Regions from separate parts of the Sus scrofa genome. Here regions 1 and 2 are each linked to region 3. A link is a contact called in public Hi-C and promoter capture Hi-C data. All regions are on one chromosome and are shown on one strand. Each heading gives the region's core, a stretch centred on a gene start, on an enhancer-like site or on the middle of the called end of the contact. The rest is flanking DNA. Distances are from core to core; before and after follow the strand shown.

Region 1 (4,521 bases), core at 1,303-3,802, 150 kb after region 3:
CTGAAGATCCACCATTAGCATCCCTCACACTCATCACCTGGTTCAAGCCTGCCATCACCCAGTAACAGCTGAAGAAACTGAGGACTAAGAACCTGCCCACAGCCATAGAGACAAACAGAAGCACCAGGGCCCGGGGCAAGTTTCCTCCCAAATCTCTTGCTCCTTCACAAGGACCAACTTTTGGAGCTGGAGACAGAGAAACTGGGGTGAGGGGTTTCAACGGGGCAGGGAAGTAAGAACCTTCTCTGGCCTGGTCCAGCCATATAGGCTACCCCTCTGCAGAGTCCAGGCCACCGGAGGTTAGGATTGTACCAAATTCACAGAGAGGGAAGCAGAGGCTCAGGGGTGTAAAGAATGTGCCCTGAGTGACACCAAAGAGGGACTCTACTCCATGCACTACTGCCTTCTGCCAGATGCCCAGACCTCTCACCACCTGAGCAGGCTCAGAAAGCTATAGCCCTTATGGCCTGGATTCCTGGTCCCTGGGGCCCCAGACCTGGCCTGAAGTCCTGGGAGACTAAGCTAGACTAGCCTCGTAACAGAGGGCCAGTTAACGTGAGCATGAACTTCCCCCCAGTGAGAGATCAAGGGTACACAATAATCCATTGTGCCCAAGGCACACCTGAGCCAGGAGCATGATGCCAGGCAGGTGCAGCAAGGGAGGTTGGTGTTGGGTGAAGAGGCAAAAGGGTTGTTACCTTGGGTTCCCTCCCTGCTGTGGAAGCAGAAGGAAAGTGGGGGCCTACTGGTGTGAGAGTTTCAGGACACCTGTGTCAGAGTTTGCTCCCTTCACCTTCTGAGGACACTTTGAAGTAGTCGCTGAGGTAGGACAGGGAGCTCAGGAGGAAATGGCCTCCTTCCATCCCTTTCAAACTTCCCTCCTAGCTCACCCTCCTCCCTCCCCACCCCCAAGCCATTTCCCACCAACTGAGGTGGGAACTTTTCTTTGGGCTAGACCCCCACCACCACCCCATAACCCCCCATAACCGCCACCACCCCCCCCCGCCCCCCGGTTGGGGTAAAGCCGCCTGGGTCAGGGAGGAGCTCTCCAAAGATAGTTTGCTGCAGGAAATCTGATGAACTGACTCAGGTCAGACTGAAGTATGGACGCCTTCCGTGCAAGCTTGGACCCCCAGCCCATTCAGACTCACAGGCCCTGACCACCAACTGGGCTGCGCCCACAGGAGCGGCAAGGCCAAGTGCAAACTACGCTCCCCGCCCGTCTCTTTTTCTCTGGCCTCAGTTTCCCCATCTGTAAAAGGGGGAAGTGCCCTGCCATCTTGGTCCAGGCCCCTCTCCTTCCGCACTACAGAGGCTGCGCAGTCCCGACCCAAGAGGCTTGAGCGAGGGGCGCACCCGCGTGGGCCGACCCCCAGGTATAATTGCCAGAGGCATCCGCGGGCTAAGGGTGCACACGTGTGTGCAGAGTCCGAGCACGCCGGGAGCGCGCGCATTTACGCGGTCCAGGTGGCGCCGGGCACAGGTGCAGCAGGCACGGAGCGAGGGGAGCTGGGAACACCGCGGACACGGGGCGGGGCGGGCTCACCTGCGCGTAGTAGAGCAGCCACAACTCGTAGAGCCGCTCCGAGGCGGCCATAGCCCGGCCCGGCTCCGGCCCTGCTGTACGCTACCTGCCGCCGCCGCCTCCTCCGCGCCGCCCGCCGGTTGCCCTCGGCCAGGCCCATGGGCGGAGGGCGTCACTCCGGGGCGGAGCGGCGCGGTACTACTGGGGGAAGTAGTACTGGCCCCCGCTGCGCTCCTCCTCCTCGCAGCCGGCCGCCGCCCGGCTTCCTGCACTCCTGCGGCCGCCACCGCCGCCCCGCCTCTCCCGGGACCGTGCAAAGGGGGGCGGGGGGAGCCCGGCGGGAGGAGGAGCCTGAGGTCAGGGCGGCCCCAGAGGGCGCGCAGCAGCCCCGCCCTCCACAATCCGCGCTCTCACCGCGCTTTGGAAAGGGCCACTCAGAGCCTCCTGGACTAGGGTTGAGTCAAGGATTCCAGATTTGTTCTAGGTCTATATCTGACCGGGACGCATTCTGCCTGCAACCACTCGTGAAAGGGACAGGCTTACAGGGTTGGGGGAAGGGGCTGCAGGCCGCATGCAGATGGGCAGCGTCCTTCAACAAGCAATGATAACAATCATGATGACCACTTGCAGCGCTTACTACGTGCCAGGCGCTGTTATATGGAAGTGCCACTTTTTTTACTCCTGCTGTTAGTGGAGCAGGATAATGTGGCGGGGGTGCAGCGAGGATTGGGGCTAGGGGTGGGAGAATCAGAAAACAGCGGGGCAAGTGTGAAATAGCTCCAAGGAAGCGCGGTACCCTCCATCTTTGGGGCAGATCCCTGGAAAATTTAGGTAGTCTTCCCTCACCTGGGTCCCCTCCTTACTAGATGCTCTGATAGAGACACCTTCCACTCCACAGCTCAGCACTTGATTCACCTCTTTTAACATCAAGAGGTTAAAGTGTGCCTCATATCTCTGTTTTACAGGCAGAGAAACTGAGGCCCAGATGGGCCAAATGAGGACCACCTAAGCAGCCAATGACAGCATGGACAGGGACAGACGCCTGCCTCCAGAACCACTGTCATCATCACTCCTGGGCTTCTCCCCCCCCCCCCCCCGCCCCATCCCTCCAGCTCCCCCAGCCCCCCTGAGAAGTGAGGGGGCACTCTGGTCTTGGGCAAGGGTGAGGCCCTTTGCTGTGGCTGGTAGGAAGTTTGTGGGACCCAGAGAGTTGCCGTCAATTGGAAGAATTGACCCAGTCTGGACCCTCTAGACCTTGGGTAGCCAAGAAGAGACAGACCTAGTCCCTATACCCAACCTGCTCTGTCTTCTTGGCTTCTTGGGCAGTTCCTCCACTTTGGCCTTTTCTCCTGCCCTACCCATCCTACTTCTGAGCTGACATTTCCTGAACAGTTACTACCGGCGGATTGGGTACTACCCGCATACCTGATGCAGGGGAGTTGGAACCAAAAGGCCCAGGTTACTGAAGTCAAGGGGGTTGTGCATGGGGGCTGGCTGGACAGGGTTCTGTGGCACTGGGTTCTGTGACCTCTGAAGGGAATTGGGAAGGAAGGAGTGGGTGTCTACCTGCTGCCAGACTGGGGAGAAGGTCCCAAGCAGGGAACAGCCTTGCTGAGAGACAAGTAGACTGGGGGGAAGGGAGGAAGCTTGGCCTCCTCTTCCCAGGTAGGAGGAGGTGTGGCTCTGGAATCTGGACAGGCTGTCAGAAGATCTTGACTTCAGGCAAAGTGGTTCTCGGGGCATGCTAATTAGCTTGGGAAAGAATACCCTGGCAACTTCTGCTGGGGAACACTGGACCTCTTGGCCACCTGCTGCAGCAGAGGCCAAACTAATTCTCAGCTTAGTTCTTAGGAACTAAACTCAGCGTGGTCCCCTGGGAACCACTGGACCCAAGTTGGGAGATGGGGTTTGCTCTTTCTCAGGTTTGGCAGTCTGACCCTGGGTTAGGGGTGGGAGGGCATCAACCATGAACTCAGAGGAAAATGCCCCCCAGCCAACCCCGCCTCTTCTTAGGCTTTGTCTTGAGCTGAGAGTGGACAGAGAGGGGCCCAAGGGCCCATAAACAGATCCATCCAGGAAGCCACTGAGAGCTTAAGAAGGACCTCTTAAGCTGGGGTTGGAGTGGAGAGTCAGGGAAGGTTTCTTCAAGCCTTGAAGAATAAAGACAAGTGGACAAAGGTAAGTCAGGGCATTCCAAGTGTTCAGCATGGAGTGAGCAGTGGTTGGCGCTTAGGCAAAACCAGGGTGATCGATGCGCTCTATCCTCCTCCACTCAGGTCTGATTCCACTTGCCACTTTCTCATTGATTGGCGTTGGACGAATCGAGCCTTAGAGCCTACTTCTTTGCCGGCCAGAGGCAAGTTAGGCGAGTTGCTGGGGAGGAAGAGGGCGGGCCCTCCTATAGCAACTCAGCATTGGTTGGCTTTCAAGACTTCCGGCTCTCCCATTCCCGTCCCTGGATTGGCTGTAAGAGATTAATCTACGCCTTGGGCCTGCGCGATGCTGGACGAGAGGAGAGGGGGTCGGCTGGCAAGATGGCGGCTACTGCGGCCGGTGTGGGCCGGTTGGAGGAAGAGGCATTGCGGCGAAAGGAACGGCTGAAGGCCCTACGGGAGAAAACCGGGCGCAAGGTGAGAAATGCAGAGTGAGGACCGTGGCCGAGGTAGCCGGCGTTCGGATCCAGGACTGGGACCAGAGGCAGGAGACTAATGGAAAAGGCAACTACTAAATACGCGCATGCGCGCCGCAGGAGCATGCGCGCGGCGTCTGCGTCCGCCCACCGAGTCTGGTGCTGCCGGAGCGGTGCTAGTACTGCGCTGGTGCTAGTCCTGCGCTGGTGCTGTTGCGCATGCGTGGGTACGGGTGCGGCAGTGGTCAACGTGTTGCGGGCTATTTGGCAATTATCTGGTGTTTTCTGCGTGGGTCTCCAGGCCACATCTAATTTCAGGTGCTCGTTGTTTTAGGCGTGATATGCTCGCGTCTAAGCACGCTGAATT
Region 2 (4,594 bases), core at 1,434-3,933, 190 kb before region 3:
CAGTGGCTACTGCAGTCTACTCTGCACTCTAGCACCTGAGGGAGCTGGCCATTCTAGAGCTCAGCCCACCCACCATAGACTGCTATTCCTTTTCAGTGGGTTTATGTAAATACATGCCACAATCTTAACCTATCAAATAAATAGTGGGACCTTTCCCTTTCCTCAAAATAAGGAATCAAAGAGCTGATGTCTAAGAAATGAATTTTTTCATCAGCATCTGATAACACCTTAGTAAATGGCTCAAGAGCAACTCCTGTCATGGAGGCCCAGGGCTTCCAGGGAAATCACTGCTCACGTAGTACCTTGAGGGCTAGCTGTGAGTGAAAAGAGCATCAGAGGCTAAACTCAAACAAAAAGATTTCCAAGGAGTTCCTGAGCTAAGATTTTATCCACTGAATTTCCATAAATTTATGCCACTATCTCTTAATTTCCTCTCAACTGTCATTCGGTCAATTGAGAAACATTTTCCTGCATGCCAACTATGTAGAATGGCCCCTGCTAGATTATGAGTTGCATGGAGATGTCTCTCAGGAAATTTACCATTCAGTGTGGGGGGGGGGGAGGGTAAACGGCGCACATAACTGTCACCAAGAAAAAGATAAAAAAAAAAAGAGTTAGAGATTCAGAGAAGGGAAAGATTAATCCAGACGAAAGAAGGCTTATGGATGAGACAGAGCTTAAACAGGACCTTGAAAGACAAACAGAACCAATAAACAGACATTAAAAACAAGCCCCAGCCCCACCCTACAGGGCAAAGATGAGAGCTGGTCCGGATGGAATTTCACAACCAAATGCATAGAAGACCAAACATACAGAGAATATTAAGGGAACAAAAGTGGCTATGAAAAGAATCTGGGATACTTGTATTAGAAGAACACAGAAGCACATACTGGGCCCTGAAGAAATGCTGAAAGAACTGGGGTAGGTCAGAGAGAACTCTAAATGGGTTACGGATGAACTACGAAACAAAGGAGTTTTGTTGTCTTTTACAGAAATTCATCCAATTGTACTTGTATAAAAGAGCAGAGGGAGGAGCTCTCTGCTGTGGTGTAACAATATCCACAGCATCTCTGGAGCAGTGGGACTCAGGTTCAATCCCCCACCTGGCACAATGGGTTAAGGATCCAGCGTTGCCACAGCTATGGCACTGGTCAAAACCGTGGCTCAGATCTGATCCCTGGCCTGGGAACTCCAAATGCTGCAGGGCAGCCAAAAAAAGAAAAAAAGGAAGGACCAGATGGAGAAAAGACCCAAGTTTTGGACAGAGCTAACAAGATTCTGGAATTTTAGATCAACTAATCTAACTTCCTGGTCTTACAACTGAGGGAAAAGATGCCCAAAGACATTAAATTATAGACCCAAAGGAATACAAACTGTTAGTATCTGAACTAAGGCAGGGGTGTAAAGAGAGAAAGAGAGAGCTTCTTGGGAAACTACTTTTTAACCAATTTTCTTTCTTCTATTTCTTTTCTCAAGCACCTGAGTGGTGCACCATCTAGCTTTTGGCAGACGCTGTGCTAAAACCACAAGGATGTCAAACTCCAAGGGCCTCCTGGTTTTACTTTTCACTTCCCCTCTTACTCTCAATGCTACCAGTGGTCCTTCCCAAGGCAGTAGATACATGCCTCAGACAGCACCTGATTCCCAGTCGACAAACCTGGCCCCATTTTGTACCGGCCATACATGATCTCGCCATAGCGTTCCCTTCCCTCCATTAAGGCTAAACCTGCCTGATTCCTCCCTCCAAATGAAGATTCAACAAACGACTGCGAAGGTCTCTCCAGGAGCTTCAACACTGTTTATCCTCTCTGAGCAGTCGTGAAAAGCAGCAACCCTCCCCCAGATGACATGGAACTGCATCTTTTGGTCCAAATGGGATCCAGATTAGAGTTCTTCTGAGATCAGAAGAGAATTGCATCAAATGTCAGAGAAACTCCAATCGCAGATCAAGCATTCCAGTGGGTCATCCTCATCCTAGTCGGGTCGTGGACTGATTGCGCACCGAGCGCCGGGCACAACCATTCCACCCAGACGGTCACAGGGGGACGCCCACTGATCTCCGTGGGACAGTCCTGGCGTGAAAAGGGGGCGGGCAGAACTAGATCCAGAGCGTCACACAGAGGAAGTGAGGTGCCTTGGTGGGAACCGTGGATAGCCCTGGGCCAGAAGTGGAAAAGCTGGTTCCAACCAGACAGCGGGAGCTAGCCCCGGGCGGGCGAGAAGAGAAAATGGTCTGCGGTCTCGCGTGGGTGGACCAGGCTAAGGAAAGTCAGCGGAGGCCGTTCCTGCCTCACCCGACCCTGCGACAGGGCCTGGGAGAGAATGGACGCGCAGGGGGCGTCACGCGCTGGCGGACGACGGAGATACCCCGGAAAAGTGGGGGGTGGGGGGTGGGAGGCGCACTCACCTTCTTCACGGCTGACTGAAAGTGGAAGTCACCGGCCTCTTTCAGGTCCAGCCAGATCATGGGCATGCGGGGAACGGCCTCCATGGCGGCTGGCGCTCCCCCTGCCACCCAGCAGCTTCCCTAGCTTTAACAGCAGGGGCTCAACCGCGCGCACCGCACCGCCCCTCCACGCCGGAAGTCGCTTGTCACGCGGGGATGAAAAAAAAGCCCCCAGGGCCTGCTGGGAGATGCAGTCCCCGTCCGCGCAGCCTTGCGTCCAGGATCAGTTTCCGTTGCGCATGCTCAATCTCCTCCGCGTGAGACTAGGGCGTAGAGGGCAAAATCTCCAGCCAGCGGCGAAAGCGTTTCTGGGAGTAGTAGTCTTTCTGCACTGATCTTCCAGGCAGGGCGCCTACTGGTTTACTTCTCCAGAGCAAAGTAAACCTGCCAGGTCTGGCTACAGCCCTTAGCGTTCTCTACTCAGGGGAAGGACATTAAAAAACAGTCCTGTAGGAGTTCCATCTGCGGCGCAGGGTCCGGATCCAGCACTGCCCTGCGTAGGTGGCAGGTGCAGCTAGGATTTGATCCCCTGCCTGGGAACTGCCTGCTGCAGGTACGGCCGAAAAAGAAAAAAAAAAAAAAAAAAAAAGGTTAAAATGACAGACTTTACGATAGGTACATCTTACCAAAATTTAAAAAAATGAAGAAGAAAGAAAGAAAAGAGGAGTTCCTGTCGTGGCGCAGTGGTTAACGAATCCGACTAGGAACCATGAGGTTGTGGGTTCGACCCCTGCCCTTGCTCAGTGGGTCAAGGTTCCGGCGTTGCCGTGAGCTGTGGTGTAGGTCACAGACGCGGCTCGGATCCTCCTTTGCTGTGGCTCTAGCATAGGCTGGCAGCTACAGCTCCGATTCGACCCCTAGCCCGGGAACCTCAATATGCCGCAGGAGCTGCCCAAGAAATGGCAAAAAGACAAAAAAAAAAAAAAAAAAAAAAAAAAAAAAAAAACAGAAAGAAAAGAAAAGAAAATTCAAGGCCATGAAGATAAAAATTTTTTTAAGGAAAAAGAAAAATTTACCAGCATCTTAAAAGTTGTTTCTGGAGGACTATCTTGGAGTCACCTTCTCATAGGTGGGAGAAATGATGATAAGACCACAAGTCTGAAATCAAGGTATCAGCAATGTTGGTTTCTTCTGAGGCCTTGCTCCTTGGTTTGTAGATGGATGTCTTCTACCCGTGTCTTCTCATAGTCTATGTTCTAATCTCCTTTTTTTTTTTTTCTTTAAGTCTTTTTGCCTTGCCTAGGGCCACTCCTGCGGCATATGGAGGTTCCCAGGCTAGGGGTCCAGTTGGAGCTGTAGTTGCTGGCCTACGCCAGAGCCACAGCAACACTGGATCTGAGCCGCGTCTGCGAGCTACACCACAGCTCAGGGCAACGCCGGATCCTCAACCCACTGAGCAAGGCCGGGGATTGAACCCACAACCTCATGGTTCTTAGTCGGATTGGTTAACCACTGAGCCACAACGGGAACTCCCTAATCTCCTCTTACAAGGACACCAGTCATATGGGATTAAGGCCTCATAACCTCCTGTTAACTTAATTCTTTTTGTTTTTGTGTTTTTCAGCTGCACCTGCAGCATATGGAAATTCATGGGCCAGGAGTGGAATATGAGCTGCAGCTTCGACCTCTGCCACACCTGCAGCAAAGCTGGATCCTTAACCTTTTATGCCAGAGCGGGAACTCTTAGTTAACTCTTTAAAGACTCCATCTCTGGAGTTCCCTTCATTGCACAGTGGAAACAAATCCGATTAGGAACCATGAGGTTGACAGTTTGATCCCTGGCCTCACTCAGTGGGTTAAGGATCTGGCATTCTTGTGAGCTGTGGTGTAGGTCATAGACGAGGCTCGGATCTGAGTTGCTGTAGCTGTGGTGTAGGCCGATTGGACCCCTAGCTTGGGAACCTCCATATGCCATGAGTGCGGCCCTAAAAAGCAAAAAAGCAAAAAAAATAAAAATAAAAAAGATCCATCTCCACGTATATTCACACTCTGAAACTCTGAAGTATTGAGGGTTAGTACCAAAGCTTATGAATCTTGGGAGACACAATTCAGCCCATAACACATGGTTTCAGTGACATGAAGGGAAATTGTTATGAGAGGGATCAAAGACCAAGAGGTCCCATGAGAGGGTCTTGAGGCAGTGGGGTA
Region 3 (4,470 bases), core at 733-3,232:
CAGATCCTTAATCCACTAAGCAAGGCCAAGGATTGAACCTGCATCCTCATGAATACTAGTTGGGTTCTTAACCTGCTGAGCCACAATGGGAATTCCTGTTTCATACATTTTAGTTTAATAATCACAACACTCTGTGCAGTGTTGTGCAGTGGAAAATATCTCTTTTTATTGATGAAGCACTGGAAAAGTAACCATGCCTAATGTCACATAGCTAGAAAGTGGCAGGGCTGGCATACAATGCCAGGTAGAACCAGCTCTTAATCCCTGTACTATAATGGCTGAATAAGTTCTGACATTTATTGAATATTTAAAGCTTTACAAATATTATCTCATTGGATCCTCACAATAGTGAGGTCGTGTCCACAATAATTTTCTCATCTTACAGTGAGAAAAAGCAGAGAAATTAGGTAATATTCATGGTTCATAAAGAAGTAGCCATGGGAGACTTGAACCAAGGGAATCAGATGGGCTCTGGACCTGGATGCCATGCCTAAAAACCAGAAAAAAAAAGCCCAATTAATTCCCAAGTGAGAAACAATGATGACAAAGTACTAATAGACTCTGACAGCATATATATATATGTGTGTGTGTGTGTATACACACACACACCTATACACATAGAATGTAAAAAAGAGCCAGTAAAGGACGTCTAGTGTCATATACTTTCAGGCTGTTAAAACGTAATACCATAGATTGGGTCTACAAACAAGAGAAATTTATTTCTCACAGTTCTGGAGGCTGACGGTCAGAGATCAGGGTGCCAACATGGCTGAGTTCTGGTAAGGGCCTTCTTTTGGGCTTCAGACTGCTCAATGGGCTTTCATAAGGGCACTAATTCCATTCACTCGAAGGCGCCACTCTCATGAAGTACTCAACTCCCAAATGCCCCACCTTCTAATACCATTATCTTGGGGGACAGAATTTCATAAATGAATTTGTGGGGTGGAATACACATTCCGTCCATAACACTCGATCCAATTGTTTGCTGGTAAAATCCGATTCAAAATTACAGTGGGGAAAAAAAAAACTACAAAAAAATTGATGAACTCCCAATTTCGAAATGATCAATTGCCATAAACTCTTCAACGTCCTGAGAGTTTAGCTAATGGCTTTATGCATTCTTCTCTCTGCTTCCAAAAATACTTAGTCTCACCGCGTCATTTTTGCAAGAATGTGATTAATAGTCTTTTCTTAAAGGACATTTCCTCTAAGGTCTTAAGAACCACGCAGAAGCGCTGCTCCAATGTTGAGGCGGGGGCAGAATACAGCTTCAGGTGAGGGGGTAGCTGACTGGACATTGCCGGGAGATGGGCGGTGGGGGCCCAGCCTGCCCAGAGCTGGCGGACTGGCGGAAGGGGCGTCCCCAGGGCTCGGCTTTTAAGGGCGAATCACCGGCACAGCACCGTTTCCATACTGGCTGAGGGGTGAGATGAAGAGGCAAGGAGGAGGAGAAACAGAAATACAGGAGAGAGGGGCCAGAGGCTCAGGAGAAGCGGCGACCGCCTTACCTCAGAGCCCGCAGGCCTGGGGGAGGGGCCCTCGGCGCCGCTGCGGACTCTGGCGCTCCCGAAGGGCTGGTTTTCAAGGGCGGTGGGGCAGGAAGGTTGGTGTCCCGCGGGGCTCGGGATGTTCCTCCGACGTCGCGCGTAGACAACCCCGGGACGCACCGGGTCACGCCTCAGCACCCTGCCGCCTCAGCGGGCCCGAGGGAGGGGTCGCGACGCTGCGGCTCTCTGTCCGGGGCGGGCCAACAGTTCTAGGGCCTGAGGCTTATTGTTCCGGGAAGTCGTAGGCAAAGTCGGGCTGGGTCTTCAGGCTGCGCCCAGCCTCTCCCACCCTTCCCGCCCCTCCCGTCCCGATCTGAGGTCAACCCACAGCTGCCAGCGCGACGACTGGCGGCGGAAGCGCGGCGAGTGCGTGTCTCTTTAAGGGGCCGGGCCTGTGCGGCTGAGGGGCGGGCGGGGTACGCGTCGCTCACGGTGTGAGAGTGTGGGGGAGAAAGCGGCGGGCGGGCGCCGGAGGGAGGGAGGGAGCAAGCGAGCAAGCGACGCGGGCCGCCCCTGCCGCCGCCGCCGCGGTCGGACCTGCGGCCTCCTCCCCTCCCCTCCCTCGCGTCGCCCTGCCGCGGGGAGGGGGCTCGCGTCGCCGCCTCCAGTAGCTCCTGATGAAGCAGCTGCCGCCGCAGCCGCCTCCGAAGATGGGGGATTTCTACGACCCCGAGCACCCGACCCCTGAGTAAGTATCAGCTCCGTGGCCTCCTCCTGCCCTCTGCCGCCTTTACCCGAGCGGGGGGCGGCGCGTCCTGACGGCTGTTGGCGCAGAGAGTAACGGGTGCGCGGTGGACTCGCGCGGGCGGCGTGGGGAGCAGGCCCGCGCCGCAGCCACAGTCCCCTCGTCCGGGCCGCCGCGGGTTGGCGGTTGGGCCCGGCGTTGGCGCCGCTGCTCGCGTCGCAGCGGCAGTTGGGCCGGGCCGGGCCGGTGGGGGAGGGGCGGCGCGGCCTCAGCTGCCGCCGCGTCTGTACCGACCCGGCTGGCCCAAGCCTTGGCGGTCTCCTTCGGCTCCTCGCGGTGCGTTGGGGCCGCGTTGTAGAGCAAGGAGCCGAGTCCGCGGAGCAGCCGGTGCCAGACTCGGCGAGAGGGCACTGGCGAGGGTAGGCCGCGAATCCCCGGGCTCGGGTGGAAGCCTGGCCCGTCGCCTGGCCTCCCGGCGACGGCGGCTCTGACCGGAAGGGCCTAGCGCGCGTCGCCTGGCCCAGGGCGGCCGAGGGACTCGCGCTGCGCTCTCGGTTTTGATTTTTTTTTTTCCCTCTTGGAACTCGTTCCAGGCCTGGTGGTGCTCCCGGCTTCATATTCTGCACCTTTGGCACTTTGATTTTGTAATGGCGAGGTTTGAGTGGCCCCGCTGTTGAGGTGACACTGGGTTTGTTTTTCCGCTCGAAAATGAAAGCCTCTGGAGGGGCATACATTCTCTACTAGATTATGAGATTTGCACACTTTCGGACACTTTACTTCCTTGGTAGCAGAAACCTCTTACTCTAAATGGATGACTTTCTACGCCTTGTGAATAATTTGGTAAAAACCAGGAATCATTTGAGGGTTTTCTAAGCAGTGTTCCAGAAGACCGAAAAATCGTTTTGCCCAATAGTCTATTTTCAACCTAGGACATTTTTACATTTCTGTTGAAGGCTCTGCTACTGTATCTGTTATCTCAAGAGAGCTTCCACTCCTTCTGATCCTGGATTCACTTGTTTCTCAACGTCCTCACAAAACTATCGTTTTAAAAAGCTATACTTAACCTCCATTTGCTGGTGTTGGTTGAAGTCTGGACCTAAGAATATACAACTCATTTCAAACTTAGCTGTTGATAGGGTTTTCAGATGCGGCTGTCACTTCTAAGACCAGAATGATTCCAAGAGATTTGCTCTTTTGACACATTTTGCCTTAGTTCTGCTATGGCTCTTTTTTGGAACCCTTTGCCAAATCTTTTCATCTTGGTCCAGAAATGTCTGGGTCTTACTTGATAGTTCTTAGGTTCACTTTTCCACTCAGAAGGATTCTGTTGGGGTGTAGGTGGTTATACCTGAACAAAAAGAGGAATAATGATTCTGCCTTTCTAAAACAAAACCCAGCTCTTATTTGCAATAGTAAATTGTCTCAACATGTTATATCCTTTCATGAGTTCTTGCCTATAGTCTAACCTTACCTTAAATAGATTGTTTGGATTTACTGTGCAATCATCAGTTCAGTTACAAAGCTCATGTATATAGTTTTTGGTTCGAGAACTGGAAAACCTCAAAAAAAAAAAATTCTGTGTAATGATCCAATAAATGCTCATTGAGCATTTATCCTGTGCAAAATAACACTCTAGCCCCTGAAGGCGCTAAGTGCCTGCTTTCAGTTCCTTTTTCCAGGTTATTTGTTGAAGTCCAGAAGCTTTAAGGACCACATGCTTAAACTTCTTGAGGGAAAACATAATTTTTCATACTGTGTGGGAAAGTGGACTCAGAAGTACATCTTCAGTGGACCAGAGTGTGGGGAGGAATGAAGAATGTTTTATGGGCGTTCCTGTTATGGCTCAGTGGTTAAAAAACTTGACTAGCATCCATGAGGATGCGGGTTCGATCCCTGGCATCGCTCAGTGGGTTAAGGATCCGGCATTGCCATGAATTGTGTAGGTCCCAGACGTGGCTCGGATCCGGCATTGCTGTGGCTGTGGCTGTAGTCTGGTGGCTACAGCTCCATTTGGACCCCTAGCCTGGAACCTCCATATGCCTTGGGTGTAGCCCTAAAAAGACCAAAAAAAAAAAAAAAAAAAAAGACAAAATTTTTTTGTGTGTGAACCCACATGGAGTATGTAAAGAAGACGTTTTTTGTCATAATACTGTAGAAAGTGGAAGTGGTCTTGGTAGGCATCATGAACAGTATCACCAGTTTCGTTGATGTAGGAATTGAAGCCTAGGTATGTGAAAT

Evidence for each region. Promoter capture Hi-C pulls out the DNA fragments that hold promoters and counts their contacts. A called contact is a pair of places that touch in the nucleus more often than the background predicts.
Region 1: a contact with region 3 is called in a promoter capture Hi-C map of liver, with 4 times the contacts expected there. The contact joins the promoter of CCDC12 here to the promoter of SETD2 in region 3. A contact is called at or near these places in 1 of 5 promoter capture datasets (liver), 2 of 47 Hi-C or Micro-C datasets (heart right ventricle and liver) and 1 of 2 datasets of contacts at active chromatin or transcription factors (alveolar macrophages).
Region 2: a Hi-C map of liver shows a contact between it and region 3, with 7 times the contacts expected there. The contact joins the promoter of PTPN23 here to the promoter of SETD2 in region 3. A contact is called at or near these places in 2 of 5 promoter capture datasets (fetal liver and liver), 4 of 47 Hi-C or Micro-C datasets (heart right ventricle, liver and skeletal muscle) and 1 of 2 datasets of contacts at active chromatin or transcription factors (alveolar macrophages).

The regions. Positions count from the first base shown.
Region 1 is chr13:29,844,714-29,849,234 of Sscrofa11.1, reverse strand. It overlaps CCDC12 (coiled-coil domain-containing protein 12), which reads left to right and starts at 2,552. Exons shown (of 9, transcript XM_005669466.3): 1 at 2,552-2,983; 2 at 3,539-3,703; 3 at 3,802-4,155. The coding sequence starts at 4,060. NBEAL2 (neurobeachin-like protein 2) reads right to left here and starts at 1,829. Exons shown (of 55, transcript XM_021068700.1): 1 at 1,547-1,829. The coding sequence starts at 1,597. LOC110256226 (a long non-coding RNA gene) reads left to right here and starts at 4,162. Exons shown (of 2, transcript XR_002337516.1): 1 at 4,162-4,472.
Region 2 is chr13:30,188,748-30,193,341 of Sscrofa11.1, reverse strand. It overlaps PTPN23 (tyrosine-protein phosphatase non-receptor type 23), which reads right to left and starts at 2,683. Exons shown (of 25, transcript XM_021068730.1): 1 at 2,408-2,683. The coding sequence starts at 2,491.
Region 3 is chr13:29,993,797-29,998,266 of Sscrofa11.1, reverse strand. It overlaps SETD2 (histone-lysine N-methyltransferase SETD2), which reads left to right and starts at 1,982. Exons shown (of 22, transcript XM_021068704.1): 1 at 1,982-2,235. The coding sequence starts at 2,165. LOC110256227 (a long non-coding RNA gene) reads right to left here and starts at 2,235. Exons shown (of 2, transcript XR_002337517.1): 1 at 1,509-2,235; 2 at 1-490.